Linked DNA regions of Sus scrofa: region 1 is linked to region 2. Evidence: chromatin contacts called from public Hi-C data. All regions are on one chromosome and are shown on one strand. Each heading gives the region's core, a stretch centred on a gene start, on an enhancer-like site or on the middle of the called end of the contact. The rest is flanking DNA. Distances are from core to core; before and after follow the strand shown.

The links. Hi-C and Micro-C count contacts between places; a contact is called where the count stands out from the background.
Region 1: a Hi-C map of subcutaneous adipose tissue shows a contact between it and region 2, with 1.5 times the contacts expected there. The contact joins two enhancer-like sites. A contact is called at or near these places in 3 of 47 Hi-C or Micro-C datasets (embryonic fibroblasts, heart right ventricle and subcutaneous adipose tissue) and 1 of 2 datasets of contacts at active chromatin or transcription factors (skeletal muscle).

Annotation. Positions count from the first base shown.
Region 1 is chr14:81,236,770-81,242,027 of Sscrofa11.1, forward strand. It overlaps LOC106506054 (a long non-coding RNA gene), which reads right to left. Exons shown (of 10, transcript XR_002338702.1): 5 at 613-782. Among named protein-coding and RNA genes, the nearest start is that of ZMIZ1, 170 kb to the right of the region's middle. Within about 2 kb of position 1,567, at least 11 of the 83 cell types and tissues checked have an H3K27ac peak or open chromatin away from gene starts, as enhancers often do. A contact at or near this core is called in subcutaneous adipose tissue, where this site is marked.
Region 2 is chr14:81,314,775-81,320,457 of Sscrofa11.1, forward strand. All of the region lies in intron 4 of LOC106506054 (a long non-coding RNA gene), which reads right to left. Among named protein-coding and RNA genes, the nearest start is that of ZMIZ1, 91 kb to the right of the region's middle. Within about 2 kb of position 3,412, at least 73 of the 83 cell types and tissues checked have an H3K27ac peak or open chromatin away from gene starts, as enhancers often do. A contact at or near this core is called in subcutaneous adipose tissue, where this site is marked.

The DNA of each region.
Region 1 (5,258 bases), core at 317-2,816, 80 kb before region 2:
GCTGGCAGCTACAACTCCCATTAGACCCCTAGGCTGGGAACCTCCATATGCCGCGGGAGCAGCCCAAGAAATGGCAAAAAGACAAAAAAATAAAAAAGAAAAGGTCTGCCTGAGGAGCCTCCACTCCAGTATGGGAGAGCATTAGGTACCCAGGGATGCTTCCCCTCTGGAGCTGCTGGTGCAGCTGTGTGACCTTGGCAAATCCCCACCCCTCTCGAAGCCAAGGGACCCTTCCAATTCCTGAAGACATGGGACGAGGTCGCTCTCTGTTCCCCAGCAGTGAGACATCATGAAAAGGAAGGATTCTAGGAGTTTCCATTGTGGCTCAGCAGGTTAAGCCTACTAGCATCCATGAGGATGCAAGTTCAATCCCTGGCCTCGCTCAGTGGGTTAAGGATCCAGTGTTGCTGCAAACTGCAGCATAGGTTGCAGATGCGGCTTGGGTCTGGTGTTGCTGTGGCTGTGGCGTAGGCCAGCAGCTGCAGCTCTGATTCAACCCCTAGTCTTGGAACCCCCATATGCCGAAGGTACAGCCCCAAAGAGAAGAAAAAAAAGAGGAAGGATTCTAGAGACAGACTGCTCCAAACTCAAATCCCAGACCTCATCACTTACTAGTTATCCTATTGGGTGTGTTACTTGACTTCTCAATTCCTCAGATTCCTCCCCTGCAAAGCTTGGACAGCAATACCGCCAACGTGGGAAGGAGGGAACGTCCACAGGAGACCATGGCATGAGCAGGGCTGTACAGGGCAGGGAAGACTCTGGCACCTGGGGTTGGGGTCCTGAAAAAGTATATAAAAAGCCCAATTGGGAAATCAGCAAAGTATTTGTAGATGCCTGGGTCTACAAACTCAAATACCTGAAATAACTTTGGGGCAACCCCTCCCAGCAGAGGACTTTGCAGATCTCCACTTCACCAGTGTGAAAGGAACAACGGAGAAAAAAAGAAAAAGTGCAAAGCAAGGCACACAGAATGCTTCTGCTGGGGCAAGAAATTTGGGAGATCCAAACGTAGCTATGTAGCTGCTTATTTTTGCAAATAGAAACACTGGATGAATAAACAAAAAAACAGGGAACACGGGCAGAAGTATCAGGGCTGGAGGTGAGTACACCTTTTCATTTAGTAATCGCTTTTGAGTCATCTTCAAAAATATTCAAAAATAAAATAAAGCTCAGCAAAGCTCAAGGTGCCTGATAGAAGGCAGACAATCTGGAGGGCTGGCCTGAGCCAACCAGCTTCTTTAAGCCAGATGGACAAGTCCACAGACAGATAAACAGCCCAGAGGCCAAAGTCCCCGAGGGCTGAGGAATGGGCCAGCCAGGCAGCCAGCACCGCCCCCTGCCCACCCCAGCCCAGCCCAGCCCAGCCCAGCAGGGAGCCCTGCGCCCTCTCACCCACACCCCTGCTGGCAGGGAGCATTCCACTGCCTGATTCTTCCCGGAATGAATGCTTTCTCTAAGCTCATTGCAAAACATCCTGGCTGGAGCTGCAAACGGGAATCCAGAAGCACCCCCAGGAGAGAGGTAACCCGTTTCCTGAGGACATTCCGGCCTGGTGCGAGGGCCTGCAGCAGGGGAGGGCAGAACAGGCAAGGCTGCCATTTGCAGCTAAGCCTGAGCCCCATGGTGGGCACAGATGTGAACTGAGGGGGTGCTGCATCCAGACTGGACCAGCCACCGACTTTCAGGCAATGTTTGGCATTGGAGGAGTTTCCCCAAGCCCCACTCCATATCCACTCCTTGGGGCCTGACCAGCTGAGACGCCCTCTGATCACCTTTGGGGGCTGTCCCTGGGCTTGCTGAGGGAGAAGAGAGAAGGGAGCCCCTCACGGTAGGTTCTCTCAGCCTCCTACATACCCATCTCCCAAGGTGGTATGTCACACAGTGTGTCATACAGCAGAGCCCTGGCTGGTGTCAGGGACCTGAATCATCACTACTGCCACCATCAAACCATCATCTCCATCACACCACGTCCTCATCCCCATCATCGCCATGATTATCACACCACTATCATCATCTCAGCATCACCATAACCACCATCACATTTTCATTATCCTCATCACTATCGTCATCAGTATCTTCATTATCCTCACCTCCTCCCAGGTCTCTCATCCTCTATATGTGCCTTTGCCGACCAACCCTCTCCCTGGCGCGGATGTTCCTCCTGAGTCACAGATACAAACGAGACCATCATGGCTTGTATTGCCCGCTGCCCTCACAAAAATGCCTTAGCATTTGTCCATTCACAGTCTGACTCCAGCCTCATGTTCTGTCCCCATTTCCCACCAAGCCCACCCTGTACCAACAACACAAAGCTCAGCCCCATCAAGCACTTTCATGAGCACCTTTCCACCTCAGTCTCAGTACATGCACTCCCCTCAGCTTGAAATCCCCATCCCCTCCTCTGACTCCTGAATCCTATTAATCTCTCAAGATCCAGACCAAATTCTTGCCTCTAGTCTGTGTCCAAGCCCTTGCCCCAACTTCCACCCAAATATCCAGTCATACTGAAAATTTGATGACTGTGGTTACTCCCCCACTAGACAGTGAGCCCCTGTGACACATGGGCTACATTTCTTTCCTTGGTATCAGTTTTGTCACTGTTCCATCCCAGTACTGGCCTGGCACAGGGCAGGAGCCCAAGACAGGTTCAATAAACAGGGGATGGGTAAGAAAGTTGGCAAGAATGCAGGCAGGGGACATGAGGAAGGAATTCTAACTGTGTCAATTCACAGGCCCTGGTTAATTTATCCAGAGCTCAGCCCAGGTCTGAACCAGCCTCTTCCCCGGTGCCAAACTCCAGAGGATTGGGAGGCCACTCTGTGGAGAAAAGAGATCTCTAATCTCTGCTGAGTCTTCCTCAAACACCAGCATCCTACTGCCCTCCTAAGTCATTGCCTGGGGAGGAGGCTGCAGAGGCAGCAGAGGGTTCACAGTACCTGGAAGCCTACGCCATGGTGATGACTCTGACCACCTGTGCCTCCCGTCTTTGTGACACATCCAAACTCTCAGCATGCCTTCAACAAGTGAATTCATTCACTTGTTCACAGATATTTATGATGCCCTTGCTAAATGCCAGATGCTATACTAGGGAGGGGAATTCAGCAGAGGTCGACTCAGGCTCCTCCCCCTTCATTGGGTTGGATTTGGGGCTGAAGACCAGGCACCATTTCCATCTCCATCACTACCATCAGCACCACCATCACCATCATCATCATTGCCACCATCACTATTGTCATCACCATCATCATCACCATCACCACCATCACCACCATCACTATCGTCACCATCACCACCATCACCACCATCATCACCACCATCACCATCATCATCACCATCAGCATCATCATCACCATCATCAGCATCATCATCACCACCATCACCATCATCACCATCAGCATCATCATCACCATCATCAGCATCATCATCACCACCATCACTATCATCATCACCACCATCACTATCATCACCACCATCACCCTCTTCAACACTGCTCCAAGAACTTGCTGTACCCAGTACCTCCATGTGTCATTCCTCAGGAAAGGCGTCCCATCCTGTTTAAGCAAACCCTTGGAATAGGCCACTGACCTCAACATTCTCAGGTCAGATGACCATGATTTCTGCCCTGGTTCAAGAAAAAACCACCTAGCATCATGACCTTGGGCAAGAGACGTGGCCTCTGTACCTCTGTTAAAGAGGATGTCCCACTTCCTCAAAAGCCAAAGGTTCAGCTTGACTCCTAACTTCAAAGCCTTGGATGGCTCCAGCCAGAGGTGCCACTAGCTGCCACATCTGGTGGGCCCTGGATCCTGGGCAGGGACAGGTGGGACAGACTGGCACATCTCTCCATCCCTGCCCTGGGGACTCTGGCCACAACTCTGGGCAGGAGGGGGACTCTAGCCAAGGGAAGAAAGGACACAGTGACTTCATCCTACTTTACTTCTCACCCAGCCCCCTCTCCTGACCTTTCCCCAGAAGACCAGCCCATTGCGGAATCTTTTTTTTTTTCTTTTTCTTTTTATAGCGGCACCTGTAGCATATGGAAGTTTCCAGGCTAGGGGTGGAATCAGAGCTGCAGCTCCCAGACACAGCCACAGCAACACCAGACCCAAGCCATGTCTGTGACCCATGCCATAGCTTGCGGCAATGCAGGATCCTTAACCCACTGAGTGAGGCCATTGATCGAACCTGCATCCTCATAGACACTATGTTGGGTTCTTAACCCACTGAGCCACAACGGTAACTCCCCATTGTAGATTCTTGATGAAGATTCTTCACTAAGCAGGGCCTCCTCTTTAAAAGAAAAGTCTTTGTGTATGTTTCCTAATGCCCCGAACTCCATTCTCTGGAATATTGGGACCCAGACCGACAGCCACTTAACTGTCTTGGGTGGTCCAGCTCCTTACAGTGTGATACTGCCTGCAGGGGGTCATCAAGGGTCTCAGTCTTTCCTGAGCCAAATTTTGGGAGGAGACACCCAGTCAAGGGGTTGGAGGGTGGACAAAGGCCATACGCACAGAGAACAGAAACTGGAAAAACTCAGCTTCCAGATAATCATGGCAAAGTGGAAAAAGGTCATGGCTGCCTTCATTCAAGGGGAGGAAGCATGACACCAGGCTGCCTGGGTCTCTGAACTCAGAGTCAGGGCCCTAAGGGAGCACTGACTCACAGAGGGGAAGCTGAGGCCTAGAAGGGGGAGTTCAGCATAAGACACTCAGCAGGTGGCTGCAGAGCCAGAGCCCAGAGCCCAGTGCCCTACTGCCAGGTCCACCTCTGAGCAGGGCCACTGGTGCCAGGCAGACTGGCACTTCACATCACAGCTTAGTGCTCCTTGCTGGGTCTCTCTGGGGCAGGATTTGGGTGTATGGCCATGGTGGGTTCAGGGGCACTACAAGACTTCCACACCTGCAGATAGCCTGTGGACACCTTGCCCCAACCAGGAGGGGCCTTGCCAGAGCCTGCAGTGCCCCCCTGGGAAGAAGTGAGGGTCAGCCGGGCCCACAATCCCCTCTCCTGACCCCTCCCTCCTCCTTGTATCCCCCACTCTGTCCCTATGTCCCCAGACCCTGACCTCGTTCACCCACCTCTGCGCTCTCACTCTTCTGACTTACTTTTGATTCACCCGATTCTCCTTTTCTCTTTTTTCTCTGCATCTCTGTTCCTCTCTCGTTCTCTCTCATGCGTACGTGTGTGCGTGTGTGTGTCTGTGTATTCACTAGGTTTGTTTATCTCTCACACAGCCTTGCAGTATAGCTGAG
Region 2 (5,683 bases), core at 2,162-4,661:
AGCCACTGTGTACCAAGCAGCACTACAGGGCTGGGCCCCTGAAAAGTGAGGAAGTGGGCAGAGCTGCAGGTCTGAGGATGGAGAAAGCAAGAGATGGAGAGAGGAAAACATAGGCCAGAGGGTCGGGCGTGCGCCCTGGGCCTGGGGAAAGGGGAGCTGGTCTGAGAAGGGATTAAAACGATAGGGGTGGAGGTGGCCAGAGGGGAGAAACCCTGGGGCCAGGATTAGAGCCCTGGTCTCCTGAATTGCAAGCTGCCCTCCATCTTTTAGGGCAGAGATTCAAGCTAACTTGGCCCAGAATCCTATCTGCTTCCCAACCTCCTTTCCACCGCATAGGATGGGGAACTCTGAGAGTCTTCCCCAACCACTCACACCAAAGGAGGTCCCCACATTCTTCATTATCTCCATCTCAGCATGCTGATTATTACCACAATCTGTAATTCCTTCTTTTATATACCTGTTCATTTTGTTTTGTCAGTCTGTCCCAATGGTCTGAGTCCGACAAGAGTAAACCCCAGTGTCTTACATAGCTCTGTCTCCATAGCCTAATACAGTGCAGTGATCAAATTTGTTCAAATTAGTCATTCAATGAATAAACTGCAGTCGGCAGGGTCACACACTCAAACACCCAGGGGGCCAAGCAAATAACATACATGATGTGAGGTGGGCAGATATGAGAATCTGGTGCAGACACCACCCACCTGGCCCCTCCCCGGTGTCACACTCAGGGCAGGCATCACCATGGCACTTTACGTAGTATCCATTTGACATACGTGCAAATTGTCTGCATGCAAACACAAGGGGAAATCTTTTATATCTCCAAAGAAATATTCACATCTCCATTTTAATCAAACAAATGATACTGTCATTTTTTTTTTTCTCCTACTTTTGCTAGAGTTTGAGTATAGAGAAATATATGACATACTCCACAGGAGAACAACAGGCCAAGTGAGCTGATATATGGTAACCAACTTGGACTCAACATCACATGGGGCAGGAGTACACCAAGCGGGTCCCTAGACCAGCAACATCAGCACCGTCTGGTAACTTGTTAGAAATGGAAAGTCTTGGGCCCACTGAAATAGAAACTGGGGTGGAGCCCAGCATTCTGTGTTTTAACACGGAGATGATGCTCCTACACACTCAAGTTTGAGAACAAGATCAACAGGGAATGGTGGCAATTGCAGTAAACAGACAGCACACATCCTGCCCAAAGGGGTCCCCCACTTCTCAGCTCCAGCTCACATTTGCCACATAGGAATATGAGCCCAGGGTGACCAAAGCTCCTAATTATCCTAGGAAGTTGAAAAATCCACATTTTCATGGGAAATGCCTCCATCCCTAAGTAGTGGCTGCTAAATCCCACGTAGACCAAACAACTTGTCTACAAATCGAAGCCAGCCCAGACACAGCTAGAGTAAGACCTGAAGGGTATAGACTTCTCTCCACAGGGAAAGCCCCAGGAGGATGCCGTAGGTCCATGCTGTCCTGCCTAGAAGGGCCTGGTTCTGAAGGACAGGCCCAGGGCCCACATTACCCTTGCCTCAGAGACCCCCACTGCTGTGTGGGACTATTTCTGAGTCCTCAAATTCCAGACAAGGGCCACAGGGCTTGACCAGAGGATAAGCAAGTTTGGGCAGGTAAAATTCTAGGCCCTGATGATCTAGGTCCAGGTCAGGCTGTAGGAGGACAGAGGGTAATCTATTCTTTTTGGAGGCTCTGTTCCATGCTAAAGACTCAGGCATTTTTTTCCCTTAACATTTGCAACTAAACTGTGAGGTAGGGGTCAGTTTGTACATTTTAAAGAAGAGGAAAGAAGGGTTCTGCAAGGTTGTGTTACACAGAGGGCAATGTGAGGAAGCTAGACTGTGAACTCACATTTACCTGCCTCCCAGCTCACACTGATTTAGCTACCCTTCCAAACTGTTTGCCAGATGAAGGATGGGAAGGAGGCTGAGAAATGACCAAGGTTGGCCTACTGCCCCCAGGGCCAACTCCCGGTCAAGGCCATAACCAATGCCATGATTCCAGGGCCAGGAAACCAAGTCCAACAAGCAGTGGGGCTGCAGAAGAGGGTGATAATGGGGAAAGGGCAGCAAAACTGCACCTTGCTTCAGCTTTAGGGAGATCTGGCCCTGAATGCAAATCCCCCACCCAAAGTTGGAGAACTGTAGGAGCTGGGCCAGCCCATGGAGAAGGAGCAGGACCAGAGATGTCAGGGTACTGGACCCAGCCAAGCAACTAGGGCCAGGGCTGGAGCTTGAGTCACGGCCATGCTCAGTCTCACCAACTTTCCTCCTGAAGGCTCAGCGGTCAGTACTGGTCCTGGGATGGACCTCTGTGAGGGTGTGTGGTTGCTGGGGAAGCCAGAAGATATGCCCAACCCCTGCCCCTGACTCTGACCCATTGCATGGACTCCTCTCTACACCAGAAGGCCCCAGAAGGTTTGGACTAGCTCAGGCCCCTTTCCTCGAGCTCAAGGGCTCAGGAGAGCCCCCAGAGGCAGGGCCCAGAGCGCCCTCCCCACAGGGGGGGCTCACCCAGCCTGGGCTCTGGTCAGACTCTGCTCTGCTTTGCTCTCGCCAGGCATGAGTCAGCGCCGGGAGCCTGCGTGTGGCCACAGCTGGCTGGACGCTGAGGCCAGCCAGGCCAGGCCCTGGAGGTCTGCTGGGGCCCTGGGGCCTCACTAATGGGAAGAGATGGCCCCGAATGACCCACAGGATCACACAAGGGAAAGGAAAAAGGCCCAAGTAGAAAACTAAGCACAAAGAAAGATCTCAAATCTTAAAGCGGCAGAAGCAGATTCAGAGTCAGAAAAATGATTACACAACAAACACACACACAGGCTACCAGCCCTGGCACGAACACACACTCATGTGTACCCCACACTCCACACACAGACACTCCACACGCTCACACACACATCCCACATATACCCGTCTTCACAGTGCCCTAGCGTCTGCAGCACATACCAGATATACACATGCAAGAGAAACCACATCAACAAACACACACACCACGCATGCGTGCACACACGCGCTCGCGCACACATACACACACAGCATTCCCAGAGGGTGAGCCCACACAGGGAAATCAACCCCACACAGCAGATGCTCACATGCCTGTCTGTGGCGTATGGCTTTTGTCAAACCCAAGGAAATCAGACTCACCACCCTCAGCATACGTGTACAGATAGGTTTGGGGACATTGGGTCACACGCTGTCTAACGGACTCGATGTTTCTGAGGGCTGTGCTCAAGGTCAGCCTGGTAACTGGGGTCCTGGGCACCCCACCCCTCGCCCACGGAGAGGGGAGCCCGCCCCTGCCCATCCCAGCCAGCCAAGCTTCTGCGCCCCGCCAGGAGGTCGCGGAGCAGAGCGCGGCCAGGAAGTCAGCCCGGAGTGACAGCTCCCCCACGCTGTTTGTTTATTCATGACTCATTCGTCTCCACAGACTGGCTCTTCTTTCTTTCGGGAGGAGGGGAGAAAGGAGCGGGAGGGAGGGAGGCGGGAGCGAGGGAGGGGGACGGGGAGGGGGCGAGCCAGACTCCACAATAAACAATGAGGCAGCTGAGCCGGCGGGCGGGGGAGGCGGCGCGGGTCGCGGCCCGGGCCGGGCCTGGGGGACAGGCGCCCCCCGACCCGCTGCCCGGGCTCTGCGCGCACGAGCCCCGAGCCTCCCGCTCCACCCGGCCCTTCCCATCCCCGCCCGCCCGCCTGCCTGCCCGGCCCGCCACCACCTCCCGGCGACCGGGCAGGAGCAGCCGTAATTGGATCCGCGCCTCCTCCTCCCAGCTCCCCGCCCCCAATCGGGGAGCCGGATAAATGCCGGGTACCTTGGCAAAACAGTCGGATCCAAACCTATTATTTGGCTAATGGGCTTCCCCCGTGCGGCTCCGCAACACCCCGCAGACTCCCCCCACTCCATTTCCCAGAGCCGGTCCCGCGCCCCTTCGCGCCGCCGCCTCCCCGCCCCGCTCCAGGAGGGGCTCGGCCGGGCCTCCGGATAACTGGAGGAAGCGCGGGGCCGAGGCTTCAAGGGCCTCATTGTTCTGCCTCGAGGGGCACATTGAAAATGCTCCAGGATTTGCTTCCTGTGAAAACAGCCTGGGAGGGAGGGGGCGATTCACGGTGGAAAGACATTATCCTCCTGGAAGCTGCCCAGATTACACAGGGAGAAAAGGGTTGTTTTGATTGTTGCTGGCTCTTTCTTTCCTTCTTTCTTTCTCCCTTTTTCTTTCTTTCTTTTTCCTTTTGGCCCTCCCCGCCTTTTGCTACCCTCCCAGGGCCCAAGATGAATCCTGAGGGCTGTTGAGCAAGTTGGAAATGTGGAGCTGTTTTCCGCATAAATAAGGCCAGTGAGCGATAGCACCAGATATAAAGTCTGATTCAGAGAAATTCTAAAGAACGCAGGGGCGATGAGGTGGGCAAATCCAAGAAACTCATTTCCCCAGCATGCCCTTCTGAGTCACATCTTGCACCATGAGGGGAAAACACATCACACCACAATATGTCACATGCCTGCTGCAGAGGAACGGCCTGGTGGGGGATGTAGAGCTCCTCCTTCCTGAGCCTGGGTCAGCACAGCCAGTCCCACTCAGGGCCAAGGTCAGCTGGGCAGAGGCAGGGATCAGCCTCACCACAGGCCCTGGGAAAACCTGGTTCTTCCGCTTTCTACCTGAAAGACCTTGAACGTTAATAATAGTAACAGGGAACCCTTAATAACACCTACTGTGTGCTGGGCTCCCTTCTGTGTGTTTTACATGTATTATCTCATTTAATCTTCACCACACCCTGATAAGGCAGGTGCTTTGATTATCCCTACTTCCAGATGAGGAAGCTGAGTCTAGAAAAGTTCAGGAACTGCCTGATGTCACGCAGTTAGGAAGAGGAGGGGGCCACCCAGCAGACCGGCTCTCAAGTTCCTGATCTTGGCCTCTGTGTGACTCTTCTGAACCTCACACTCCTCATCAGGAAATGGAGATAATGACTCTGACCTCATGAGGGGGTGGGAGGATGCATTAAGAAAATGTGGGCAGTGTTCAGGACCACACTGAACTAACTCCTTTTGATACTGCCATTGTTTTCATGTAAACAAGGGACAAATAAGGACAGTTCCTTCCTAACTCCTAGGCTTGTCAGGAAGGCTAGTAGAGGCTGATTAAAGGGGCCATCCCAGCACAGTGCCTGGCCCTTAACAGATGCCCATGGTTATTTGTTTTCATCTCCTTCCTTTTCCCATTACTTCTCAGCCAACCTAGCAGCTTCTTCTTGTCTAAAGATCCTCCCGTGTAACTACCCATCAGGGTAATCATATAGATGCCTCTCCCCATATGCTTGCCACCCATCCATGTCAAACTATGTGGATTTTTCCACAAATAACCTGGCCCTATCCTGACCACTCTACTTTCCATTTCAGTCCACTGCTCCCAGCCCCCTGCCCTGCTCCACCTGTACCACTCCTGATCCATCTTACACTGCCCTGCTGCTTCTTTATTTCCAATGCCCCCTTGCTTCTCATATTCTAAAATCTACTTCTCACCTGTTTTCTTTCTGTCCCCCAACCCACCACCCCCAGCTAGAATGTAAGCTCCTTAAGGAGTTCCTGCTCTGGCTCAACGGGATCGGCAACATCTTGAGGACAACATCTTGGGAGCACTGGGATGCAGGTTCCATCTCGGCCT